Linked DNA regions of Mus musculus: all the other regions are linked to region 1. A link is a contact called in public Hi-C data. All regions are on one chromosome and are shown on one strand. Each heading gives the region's core, a stretch centred on a gene start, on an enhancer-like site or on the middle of the called end of the contact. The rest is flanking DNA. Distances are from core to core; before and after follow the strand shown.

Region 1 (4,122 bases), core at 1,217-3,716:
TGGCATTTTCTTTCTTTCCATCCTGAGCCTCGATACCAATTGCATTCGGGATTATTTTGATCACACTGTACATTAAATAGGAAACATAAACATCACTTTAATGACCAACTACTTTATACAACATATCCCACTGGCTGGACAGAAAGTTGCTTTTTCTATCTTAGATTCATTCCTAAAGCAGTCTGAAAGGCTGATGTTAATTACAAATTCCCACCTCTGCTACGTAAGAACACACATCATGATTTCAGCTTCTCCTATTATGCAGACAATGTGAGATAATTAACATCTTTCGAGAAAGGAAAATATAAAGTGCAGAAAGGTTAGTTTGTTCAACCTAAAGTTTCTGTAAAAGGTTTGATCAGCTGCATGGTTTCAGTTTTGCTCGTTTTAAACTTGTGTTCACTGGAACTCCTAATATCTTAATGTATCCTTCCAACAAGGAATGTCAACAAAGCCTGGCAAGTTGTTCCTTCTGTGCCCCCCAAAGAGTTTGTTCTCGGCTCAGTCTATTGGGCCAGCAGCCCTGGACTTGAGCAGAAATAACCTATGCAACAGTGCTTGGTTTCTTCTAAGCAGGAGTAGACTTAACATCCATTAAACAGTGGTGCAGGGTTGGAGAGGGAATAAAGAACTGGCTATGGAAGGATCAAGATGCTGAGTTTTAATCCCCAGCACACACTTAAAAAGACAGGCACACACCTAGAACCTCAACACCGGGGAGGTAGAGACAGCCACACTCCTGGAGCTTGCTGGCCACCCAGTCCAGACAAATTAGTGAGCTCCAAGTTCAGTCAGGGACTCTGCTATCAAAGAAAGACCAAGGAAAGTGACTGAGGAAGCCATCAAATACGTGTTCTCTCTCTCTCTCTCTCTCTCTCTCTCTCTCTCTCTCTCTCTCTCTCTCTCTCTCATACACACACACACACACACACACACACACACACACACACTTCATTTCCATAATATGGTATGAAAAGAATTTGAACAAAATCATTTCTTTAAAGCAACCCAGGTGAGTGGGGCATGCAAGCTAGACGCTCGTAAAGTTAAACACTCACACATTTAAATAAGACCTACCAAACTGCCTCTAACACTGAGATAAGCTACTTTAGTGCTCTCCCAGAGTCAATGAATGAAATGGGGGTTACTGGTCACACAAATGGGATACACTGGAAAGGAGTCATGAAATCTACTCAGTCATTTACACAACTGTCACCAGCAAGCACGTGACAGTTCTCATATGCTGCATGCCAAACATAAGGCCTGCAGCTTTTATACCCATGTCTGGTTTTCTTGAATGGGAGTTGGGGGGTGGGGACAGTGCTCATGAATTCCTGTTCCATTCCCAGGTATAATAACTTACTGACTATTGAACAATGTAGAGATCATGTGATTGGGTACTCTTGACTGGGTACCCTTGGGAGTCTTGCCAGGGCCCTCATTAATTACTTACTAACCCTGGGCTGTCTCTCCAAACCAATCTGACCCTTAGAAGCCTAAATTTGTAGAAAACAATAAAGTTGTATTTAGCTCCAGACTAAAACGTTTTCAGCACTTCAAAATCTAATGCCTGCACTGAGGCAATGCAAGTATTTCAGAGACAGTTTATGGAATTTGTTTCTCAGTCAGAGTCTTTCATCTGTTCCCTACGTCTCTATTGATATACTTGGCCCTGACTTAAGAGGGTGGCTATCTGGGGGACACTGGTTCACAGAGAGTGGCATAAACTCAGCCAACATAAATCTATCCACCAGCAGCTTCCCACTCATGTCAGTACCCAGAGCTCCGGTCTAAGAATGTAGTTTCCTCCACACATCTGCCTTGGAACTCCATACTGGACAGTGTGAGCAGAGAATCCCTTGACTCTCAGGACTGCATAGACCCATTCTAGTGGTTAACATCTGCGCATCTGTGAATTTATATGAGGTAACATGAGAAAGAGTCTCTGGACTCAGTAAACAGCGGAGGTATGTCATAGGAGTGAGATGCGCCCAGCCTTCCCAACTTCCCACACAGAGGAGGGGATTGTGATGGAGAAAACTTTTCATCCTACCTTCCGTCTCCCTCCCACAGGGAGAGAGAGTACTTCAAAGCTGATATTTTAATGCCTGGACCCAATACCTTTCTCCTCAAATATTTCTGGTGGCAACAGTACAACCGGTGTCTAAACCTTTACTGAATACCAGTGTCATGTGTACACGGATGGGGCAGGATAAATAGAAACAACTAGTGTGAAGTTTAAATGGAAGTGTTGTTTAACAGAAACAGCCCTGGAGTATGTTTAGCCCAATATAATCCTTCAAAATATTGAATTTTTTTTTTCAAGTCTAAATGAGGGAACAAGAGACAGTTTTCCTCCTCACCACTAGATGGCGATATCATCTAGTTGTTTACTTCAGACTAATGCAAGTTTAAAAGTGGTTTTGGAGCCTGCTCTTCAGAGAGGAAATGAGTCAGAGGAGTAAGACGAGTGAAATATTGTTAAACTACAAAAATCAGAATATGCCCACCCATCTTAGGAAGCCCTGGTCGGGCAGCTAGATCTATCTCCTAGCAGAGGCATCATCGAGATCTATCTCCTAGCAGATACAGCATCGAGAACATGTGAGGAATGAGAGGTCCTACCTGGATACTCCTGGCCATCAAGACTTACTGAGATGTCCCCTCTGCCTTAACAGGCTTCCAGGAGACTATCTGCACACTAAAATTAGCCATGTCACCTTGCTGTTGCTGTTCATAAACAAAAAGAATTCGAAAACCAAAATACTTAAATACAGTTTCCATGGCACAAACCCAAGTTTTAAGGCATTTTTAAACGGGCTGGACACCTTTATCCAATCACATTTCCTTTTTTTTTTTCTGCATGTTCCCTTCACAGCAGTGTCATCGAAACACGGAACATGCATCGTAGCATCTGCTCTGATGTTTGTATCTCTCACTGTACAATTGTTAGTTTACTATGCTCCATGCTCTCAAAATTCCCCCAGTACTCTGACACCTACACTCAGAGAGAACACAAGCCCAGAGAACATGACCTCTATCATCCCTGAGAGACCGGTGCACCTCAGGGCCTTAGAACACAGTGAGAGGGTGACTGATTTTGAAAGTGGTTTAAAAAGGCACCGGTGAGCCTTGAAGGATGACCAGAAATTTCCCGTGTCAGAGAAAAGAGGGGACTTTCCTCTCAGATTCCCTCTCCGAGTAGTTACACAGAACCCCTCTTCCGGGTCTAATGTGCTCAGTTTGGAAGACAAGACAAATGTCACCTAATTTACCCACCCTCACCCCAGCCCCACTGACTCCTTTCCTGTCCCTAAGAAAAAAGATTTCCTCCAAATTCACTTAGCTTTGATCTGTGAGTCCTCTGTGAACTGAGAAGCAGTCTTTAGATAACGTCTGAAGCCTTCTGTCATTATTAATTCACAGAGACTGGAACAGGAACAGGGCTGTACAGTGGCTTGCAAGCCTCACAAAGGAAAGGAAAACCGAAAAGCACATACAGAGGAGGGGGTAGCGTGATCAATGAACCCACTTCAGGGCTGGGGTGCAGCTCAGCTGGTGGAGTGCTTGCCAGTACACATGAAACCTTGGGTTGTATTAACTGGGCCTAGTGGCACATGATGTAATCCTCAGAAGGGAGAGGGTCATGTGTTCAAGTTATTCTTGACTATCCGGGGAGCTCAAAGCCAGCTTGGGCTACTCAAAAACCATGAGTTATGTAGGGAGAGCCCTGATACAATTTAGTAGATGGTAACTAGCCTGCAGTGCTCAGACTACCAAACCCAGGAAACTGATTGCAAATACTTTGATCATTTTCTGGATTTTCAACTGCATCACCCTTGTTAGGCTACAAGGAGGCCAGTCCTTGAGTGGGTGTGTCAGGGGAAACTGAACATCAACCCTAAGAAACCCTTCACTAGGTTCTTCTCCAGTATTACAGTAGAACCACACCTTAGACGAGGAAGGACATCACCACTCACAGACAGGAAAGTGAAGGGTGCAGAAAATACATTGTTTGTTAGAATAGCGGTTTTCCCTGTTCTCCATAGTACTGAAATTGGTTTTTAACCTTTTGAGTGATCAGGCGTCTTGAAGAAGGAGGAGACCAGAGGTTTCTTTGAA
Region 2 (4,122 bases), core at 539-3,038, 220 kb after region 1:
ACCCCCAAGCAAGCATGCCTAGCTGCACAGAATTGAAAATCTCCATTTTATAAGTGACAGTTTTGAGTCATAGTCAGATAAAAGTGCTTTAGCCACTGTCAGCCTGTGATCAAAGGATGAAATGAGTCTTGGATATTTAAGCTCCAGCTTAACTCAGAACCAAGTGCTCTTGGTGTAATTTTTAATATTGCTATTGGGTACAGCCCACATTCCAACACCTACCCACAGATGTTACACCAAATCACACTCCCCAATAAAGCTGTGTTCCCAGATCCACAACCCTGTACCCACACAGAGAATCCCAGAATTTCAGATGCCATGGGATCTGAAAAGCGGTACAGCCCAGCCTTGTGGTTTAACAAATTATCAGCTCTTCACACAGCCCACCGCAACACTCTTTTATCAGAAAGATAGTGTCCACATTCTGTGTGGCAAGCATCCATCATCTGTCCTGGTCCATTGCAAGGCCCACAGCCTGCCAGACACTCAGGCTCCTACATGTTAGTATCGTGGACAACTTTGTTCTGGAATGCATGATGCTTTCTCCCACCCCCATGACTATGCTATCACCCTGACTACCCATATGATAAATCTTCAACAATCTGTTGAGCATCACCTCTGCTGCAAAGAACTCTCTTACCCTCTTGGTCTTGAGGACCACTGCACCCTCCTCTGCTGTCTCCTGACGCTTTTCACACAGCTTTAACAGCATTCTCACCATGTGTAAATCTGTGCTGTTTACATATCTGTCTGTATTCTTTTATTCTAAGTTGCCCAGTTGCTTTTGAGCCAGAAGTTTGTTCTGAAGTTTGTCTTAGAGGGTTTGTTGCTTAGTAGTCTGTCATTTTCTCAAAATACTCTCCCACTGACTCATCCTTGTAATGAAAAGTGTGCACAATGTCTATATGGTTCTCACGCTCTGAAACAAGGTCACTGATGGTGTGAGACAGGCAAACATTTGAGACACCAAGACGGCTATCAGTAATACGAAACAGCTGGCAGTGTGTGGGCATAGGCATCAGTTGTGTATCGTAGATCATATCATACATGTACATGCCTGAATGTTTTTAAGTCAGGGCCCGTATTTCAGTTGTTTCTATTATCCTTGAGGATGAGGCTACACATTCTTTAGAAGTTAAAGGAAACAAAGACAATAGAAGAGAAGATAGTAATGCAGAGCTGGAGAAACGGCTCAGTGGTTAAAATTAAATAAGTTATCTTTGAAAAGGAAAGAGAAGGAGAGGAGAGGAGGGGAACGGAGGGGAGGGGAGGGGAGGAGAGATGCTGAAGTAAATTTAGAGACTCTCCCAATGGTCACAGCCTATATCCAGGAAAGTCTCAGGAAGCATGCTTTTCCAGACAAACCAGGAACCACAGAATTAACCACCTGCACAACACTTCACGTCCTACTGCCTCATCTTTCCACCACAGCATAGCTCCTAGCTCCTCCCACTCACTGCTTGGGTAAGGACAACCTCAAGTGAAAATTCCTACAGAAGTCAAAAGAGCAGCTGACAGCTGACAAGGGAACTCAGGTGCTAAACAGTGAGTCTCATGGGAAATGGGCACACTTTCGGGAAGAAACTCCTTTCATATTGGATTTTCAGCCACCAATCCCTACCCTCTTAACCAACTGGTGTGCCTACTGCAGTGAAGGTGTCTCGGGGGAGGGGGCTGGAGGTCCTCCTGGTTGTTTCTGCACTTACTGGGAAAGCCCCATGACTGATCAAGGCCTCTCCCTCTTGCAAAGAAAACCAGCCAGCCAAACCAGCCAGCTGGCAGGAGCTCCGAGGGTGAGGCTGTGTGAGCCCAGAGCAGCCCTTCTAGCCCTGTGTCAGGCCTCCCAGCCAGGAATCAGGCCAGGCCAAGAGGTGAGGAGTCACCAGTTCCAGCCTACAGCCAGCTTTCTCTGAAAATGTCAGAGCCATCCACTGGGGCCTGGTCCCTCCTGAGCTTCTGCCAATTTGCACCTGATTAGCAGCAGCCTGTCCCCAGTGACACTCCCTCAGAAATCCCACACCAGGCACCTCATTGGTGCTGGAGGAACTGGGCGTCTGGGGAGAAAGACATCTGAGCTGTTAGCAGACTGACAAATCTCAGGGCCTCTCAGAAACCCAGAAGCGCAGGCTCTTACACCCTTGGCTCAAGATTAGTGGGTGCTGGCATTCAAAGGGTTAAGAAACCAGCTGATGGGCACAAATAAATGGCAAGCCCCGTGAATGTAACCACACTGAAGCTGAATGCCACTGGAAGTCATGGTGGTACTTCTACTTGGATGCTTTCCTTGCAAAACTGATGCAAAATGACCTACCTCTTTCTCCCTGGTTACAAAAGAAACTCTAACAAAGATGAAAAAGCCTACGAAACTCTTCCAAATCCCTTAGAAGAAAAACACACTAAAAAAAAAAAAAAAAAAAAAAACGCTGCTTTTCTGTTCAAAAATTCTAAGGAAGCTCATGAACGTTAACTTTTCTATCATCTTCACTGTAGAAAATGAGAATAAATCAAAGTCTTGGTTGGCCAAGGAGAAGTGGACAAAGGCCTTTTATTCTCACTACCTCCAGGAACTCTCTTTGGCACCACAATAAGGGAACCAAAGGAGACCGCCAAAAGGACAGAGAAAACAGGAGGTATGGTAGTACAGGAGACAATGAGGAGTTTGGATGCTGCAGAATAAAGTGAATGCAGCCAAGATAGAGACACCTGAGAATTAAGTGTAAGAATGTGTAGGTATTGACTTGATGTGCCAGGGGGGGTTGGTATGGGGGGGAGTCTCCACAGAGGAGAATGGGAGGTGGGGTGGAGGGGCAATTTGCGGTGGGAACTGGGAGGACGTGTGGCTGTGATCAGGATGCAAAGTGAATAAAAGAACTAATTAATGGGGAAAATAAAGACAGGATAGTTATATAATTATGTTTCACCGCATGTTGAACACACAGTTGCGACCATTTTTTATCAAACCAAAACAAATTTCACATTGAGAAGTGTTCTCCGGGTTCTTAGCCCAATTTGTGAATCTTGTATATCCTCAATATCATCACAAATAAATAAGACTGAACTTTAATAAGAAAATATATACATATACAATTAAAATGGTAGGTGGTTGTGGCCCATGCCTTTAAGGCCAGTGCTGCGCTGGGGTGGGAGGGGCAGAGGCAGGCATATCTCTGTGAGTTCTAGGCCAGCCTGATCTGTAGAGTTCTAGGGCAGTCAGAACTACACAGAGAAACCTTACCATGAAAATCAAAACAAACAAGAACGCCTTCAAAATCTACTAGAGGGATGCAAAAAAAGAGAAAATCAACCCTGTTCCCAGAAAGCAGAATAATGAGACATGAATTGAAGATTAGAGGAATAATTTGGCAGATGCAATAGCTATGCAATATAGAATGCACAGAATCAAAAACAATTGATGAAGCTGGGAGGAAAAAAGTCTTCCAGGCCCCAAGAGATAATAGCAAAATTCTCGAGAAATACATTTTCCATCTGAAAGAGTCTAAAACATCCCCAACATCATGAATATTTGAAACCACGATGACATATGAGCTTCTGATGTTCTATATAGAAAATATAAAGAAAATATGTTTTTAAAAAGCAGGAAGAAAGAAAAAAAAGCAAGAGTTTAATAAAAGTCCGAATGATGTCAGACTTTACACTGAAAACTTTGGGAAGTCTATTTCTCATCTAGAAGAACATTCTAAAAAAAAAATTATCAGTCAAGAGGGAAGGTAGAAACCGAAGATATTCCCGGACATGAAAGGGTTCTTTCTAAGTGCCTTATCCATGGACTCATCCTGAGAAAGTTGCCGCTGGATGCTTCATATCCTAGGAGACTTTTACAGCCCAGAAATCTAAAAGTATTATAGACGTTCCTAGGAGAAAAGAAGAAAATCATTTAGGATGCTGTTGTTGCTATAAAAATTGTATGCTCCACCAAATAAGGAATAAACAAAAATAAAATAAAATAAAATAAAATATGAAAGCAGAAATCCAAAAAATAAAAACAAAAAAGTCCAAACCAAGCAAAATAGAAATGAGAAATCAAGATAATGGGGAAGTCAACCCATTCCAGAGGGCAAGGTGATGAGAAGAGGCAGAAGGGATGTGAGTAAAAGAAAAAGA
Region 3 (4,122 bases), core at 785-3,284, 160 kb after region 1:
AAATGGTGTGTTATCTGCATCCTTGTGATATTTCTCTTGTTCTGATACAGCACTTGCCCAGAGACAATTTGTGCTTGGTAAATTAGCTCACAAATGAAAAGACTTTCAGTTAATTTGTAAGGCTGACTATGAGGTAAGTGAACAATTTACACGCCAGCATAGAACTTTCTTTTCGTTTGGTTGGTTGGTTCGTTTGTTGCTGCTGTTGTTACTATTGCTGCTGCTATTTTTAGTTTTTGTTTTCCCAGACAGGATTTCTCTGTGTAGCCTTGGCTGTCCTAGAACTCATTCTGTAGACCATGCTGGCCTCGAACCCATAGATCCCTCTAACTCTGCCTCCGGAGGGCTGGAATAGAGGTGTGTGCCTGTGACTTGGCTCAGAACCTTCATCCATTCCTCACATCCTCTTGAATGATCTTATTCCCCACACAAAAGGGAACGCTTTGTTGCATCCTGCACCCACACCCTCCTTTCTCTTCTTTCCTTTTAGGGTGCTTGGTGAGTGACCTCCCAACAAGTAGTTTATGTCAAACCCTGTAGGTGCCAGACAACAAAGAAAATTAAAGTCGCTATTTCTGGAGAGCTCTCTCACCAACAAAATCTCAGCGCATGGCCTGGCCCCCAGGGTTTTAGGAACTCTGTCTCACTGCTGAACAAAAGTTATACCTCCCACTCATGATGGAGCCAAGACACAGGATGACTTTATCCACCTGAGAGAGGCGGGCTTGAGAAAAGAAGGAAAAGAAAAGGTCCGTTGAGGCTGCTGTCCAAGTTGCCACCTCTCTCATGCCTGAGCCAGCCCTCTTCTACCCTCAGGGGAGATCAGCTACCTTTGTGTTCCCTCTCCCCAGCTATTTATGACAATTTGCAACAAAGAGCTTGGACCTATATCTCTCTTAGAATTTTTCCTCTTTGAACAAGAGAGCCTCTTTTTTCACGCGCTTGAGCTACATACACTTTGGAGACAATCGATTTCGAAAGGTTTGTGAATCCACTTTGCCACCTCTTTCCTCAGTTAAAACTGCAAGGTCTCCGGTACGCTGTTATCTATGATTCCTAAGCTTTCAGCGCCTGTAGGGCTGCAAGGTCCTGAGGGGCCTTGGCCTTCAGCCTCCCCAGGACTCATTCTAGACTCCAGCCCCACCCCCTGCCCAGACAATCTGTAGCTCCGGAATCTGCATGTGTAGGAAGATGTGGAAGGGTCGGGGTGCAGTTGGGAAGCAGGGGAGGGAAGCAGCTGACCTCCAAAGCCACTTTTTCAGAGCTCTTTACATTAGACTGAGAAGTCTGTGTCCCTCTCCAACCGTGCTGGTGCTATTTTGGGACAGACCATGCTGGGCGTGATGAGGAGATACGTAAGCCAAAAGAGCCGTTTGTCTGTGATGCTGCCAGCGTCTCAGTATTCCCACTCAGGTGCTTTGATCTTACTCAGAAAGTAGCAGCAGCATTCACCTCTCTTTTCAAAGCATCCGTGTTCTTACTGACAGATCCCCGAGCAGCTACAGAAGAGGCTAGCAACGTCTCAAGGGCAAACGACTTCTAAGAAGTTCTTGACCAAGTCCAGATGTAGGCTTGGTAAAGAGGCCACATTAACGTGAACATACCATCTCTCTACCCTCTCTCGGGTACACATAAACTTGGAACATCCCCAGAAAAGCATTCTTGACAGGCTCAGGCCTCGTTGCTCAGGAGTAAAAAAAAAAAAAAAAAGACATTCTAGAAAACTAAAAATACAAAAACCACATTCTTTGCGGCACCTCCACACCACAGCACACATGATAAATAGGACTGAACAGAAAAATGTACACGCCAGAGGTAGACTGAGGCAACGCACTCTGAGTGTTCCCAGCATCCCTGCAGCCGCCAGCCCTGTTCCCAGCCCCAGGTTCCTTCCTTTCTCTGAGTTAGCTAGACCCACCTTACCTACTGATCTCCCCTGCCCTCCCTCTTGCCTTTCTCTCCTTTCTAGTCACTGTGGGTGACTATGGTGATGTCTATAACAGCCAAGAGCCTGAGGGAAGAAATGTCGTTTTCCAAAACTCTGGGCTTTTACCCAGCTGACTCATTCCACCTCCCTCCCTCAGTCCCAAACCCCAGTCTTCCGCCAGCAGCTTGTTGTCATGGTTACTCTAATCTTTATCTGCTTTGCTTGTTAAACAAGCTGGCTTTCCTCCAACCCACCTCCTGGCTGCCCCTACCTCTGTGACTTTACCCCCCTTGGCTCCATCTCCTTCTTTTCCAGTAGTGACAAAGAGAAGGTGCACAAATCCCTGTTCCCTTTTCTCACCTCTCTCCACCAGATTCCATCAGAGCAGTTTCTCTTCTGTTTATTCCTAATGGAAAAGTACCACTCAGGAGGGAAACCACACCTGGCTGGAAACTAAGGCTCTACAGAGGCCCTAGAGATAGAAGAGAATAAGGGACACTACTGGTGAAGTTCATTAAAAACTCTCTTGGTTGGCCAAGAAACTGATTGTTAGAGTTCTTTAACCAACGCACTGGGGTCTGTTGAGACCGCTCTGCCCAAGGAACCACCCACATCACACTAGAGCCTTGAATGCTTCTTCAAAGATACAGTCCTTCTCCAGAAGTCACACAGCACACCCCTCCACTCCTCCACTCTTTTCTTGTCCAGGGTGAGTCTCTTTAGGATGCTCCGGATTCAGCTGGTTCTTGCTACCTTGGAGAGCTTAATTCCACCCAAATGTCCTCCTTCTCTTGTTTCTTAAACCAGCTTCTCTATGCTTACTCGCTTTCCCCTCAGAATACAAGTATAGCTTTCCACCTTTAAACGGGGGCGGGGGGTCTCCTTTTGACTCAAGTTCTTGCCCACTGGCCACACCTTCAGCTTTGGAAATCCACCTTCTTGTCATTTTTCCCTTGGTTTGCATTCAACCTAGTGCAGAACATTTCCCTCCAGAATCATGGCAGAGCCACAGTTGTGAAGAGCTTTCCTACTGACTGACCTCAGTGCACCCCACACGGTTGGTTGTTCTCCTTAGCAAGTAGCTGGGATTATGCCCCAAAACACAGAGGTAAGTCTTCAAAGACATTTCACTGACCTTTGAATCTTGGCTTGAGTGTTTGCAAGTGCCCTAACTTTAGGCAAATGATTTAACCTTTGTTGCCTCAGTTTCCTCATATTTCACTGAGGTAGTAACTTATCTACTCTTTATAGTTAATTGAGATTATTAAATGAAGCAATATACATAAACAAAGACATGCCCCCCCACACACACCCCGTAAATGCTCAAAAATCACTAGTGACCAAGAAATGGATAATCAGAGTTCTTTGTTCAGCTTGCTGGGATTTGCTGAGTCTACTTTGCCCAGGGAGCTACCTCAGACTAGGGCCCTGAATCTTCTTCAAAGATAATCCTTCTCCCAAGGTCTTACCATCACCAAGCTGGTCAACAGTATTAGCTGCCCTGTCTCCTTCTCCTTTGATATCGTCTCCCACTGTCCCCTTCTCCTCCCTGTCTTCCCTCTTGGCTTCTGTCATGAATGCCTCATTAGCTCTCTTAGAGTTTTCAATAGACTTCTGTTCCAGGCCTTCTACCCTTCTCTACTGAATGCTCTGCCCCCTTAATAATCTGTTACATACATTTAAATACCACAGTATATGGAAGCCTACAGAATCTCCTAGACTCCAGACCTTCCTATCTTAGAATCTGTTAGCAATCCTCACCCAAAGCTGCCTAAGCATCTTGAACTCGACTTCAAAAATCTATCTCCAGGAACCATACGACCTCTAGGTGCCACCTGAAAACTGGCACTGTGAGTCATTTCTTCCTCACCTCTTATTAACTGTAGTATAGCTAGGTCATGACCATGTCTAACTGACTTGACTTCTTCAGTTTCCCTCAAGACAGTCTAAACTTTCTGCTATTATCTCTTTCTTGACCCATATTATTTATGATTTATATCGTCAAAAGCATTTCTCCTTTTCAAGTCATTCCTTATCAACAGTTCTTCCCAGTTTTTAAGTCTCTACAGCTCTCCCTGGTCTATGATTTCACAAATGAACCTATGGCTCTACTAAATACATCTCTGGGTCCCACATCAGAACAGAAACAAAATTCTTTAAGGGAGTGGCCTGAGAAGGGATGCCAACATCAGATA

The links. Hi-C and Micro-C count contacts between places; a contact is called where the count stands out from the background.
Region 2: a contact with region 1 is called in a Hi-C map of the N1E-115 cell line, with 4 times the contacts expected there. The contact joins two enhancer-like sites. A contact is called at or near these places in 1 of 484 Hi-C or Micro-C datasets (the N1E-115 cell line) and 2 of 9 other capture datasets (embryonic stem cells and liver).
Region 3: a Hi-C map of the N1E-115 cell line shows a contact between it and region 1, with 6 times the contacts expected there. The contact joins two enhancer-like sites. A contact is called at or near these places in 5 of 484 Hi-C or Micro-C datasets (the N1E-115 cell line, cerebral cortex, nephron progenitors and 1 more) and 1 of 9 other capture datasets (embryonic stem cells).

Annotation. Positions count from the first base shown.
Region 1 is chr6:37,052,220-37,056,341 of GRCm38.p6, forward strand. All of the region lies in intron 10 of Dgki (diacylglycerol kinase, iota), which reads right to left. Among named protein-coding and RNA genes, the nearest start is that of Gm52857, 150 kb to the left of the region's middle. Within about 2 kb of position 2,467, at least 19 of the 459 cell types and tissues checked have an H3K27ac peak or open chromatin away from gene starts, as enhancers often do. A contact at or near this core is called in the N1E-115 cell line, where this site is marked.
Region 2 is chr6:37,275,508-37,279,629 of GRCm38.p6, forward strand. All of the region lies in intron 1 of Dgki (diacylglycerol kinase, iota), which reads right to left. Among named protein-coding and RNA genes, the nearest start is that of Dgki, 22 kb to the right of the region's middle. Within about 2 kb of position 1,789, at least 58 of the 459 cell types and tissues checked have an H3K27ac peak or open chromatin away from gene starts, as enhancers often do. A contact at or near this core is called in the N1E-115 cell line, where this site is marked.
Region 3 is chr6:37,214,522-37,218,643 of GRCm38.p6, forward strand. The region is part of intron 1 of Dgki (diacylglycerol kinase, iota); the gene reads right to left. Among named protein-coding and RNA genes, the nearest start is that of Dgki, 83 kb to the right of the region's middle. Within about 2 kb of position 2,035, at least 102 of the 459 cell types and tissues checked have an H3K27ac peak or open chromatin away from gene starts, as enhancers often do. A contact at or near this core is called in the N1E-115 cell line, where this site is marked.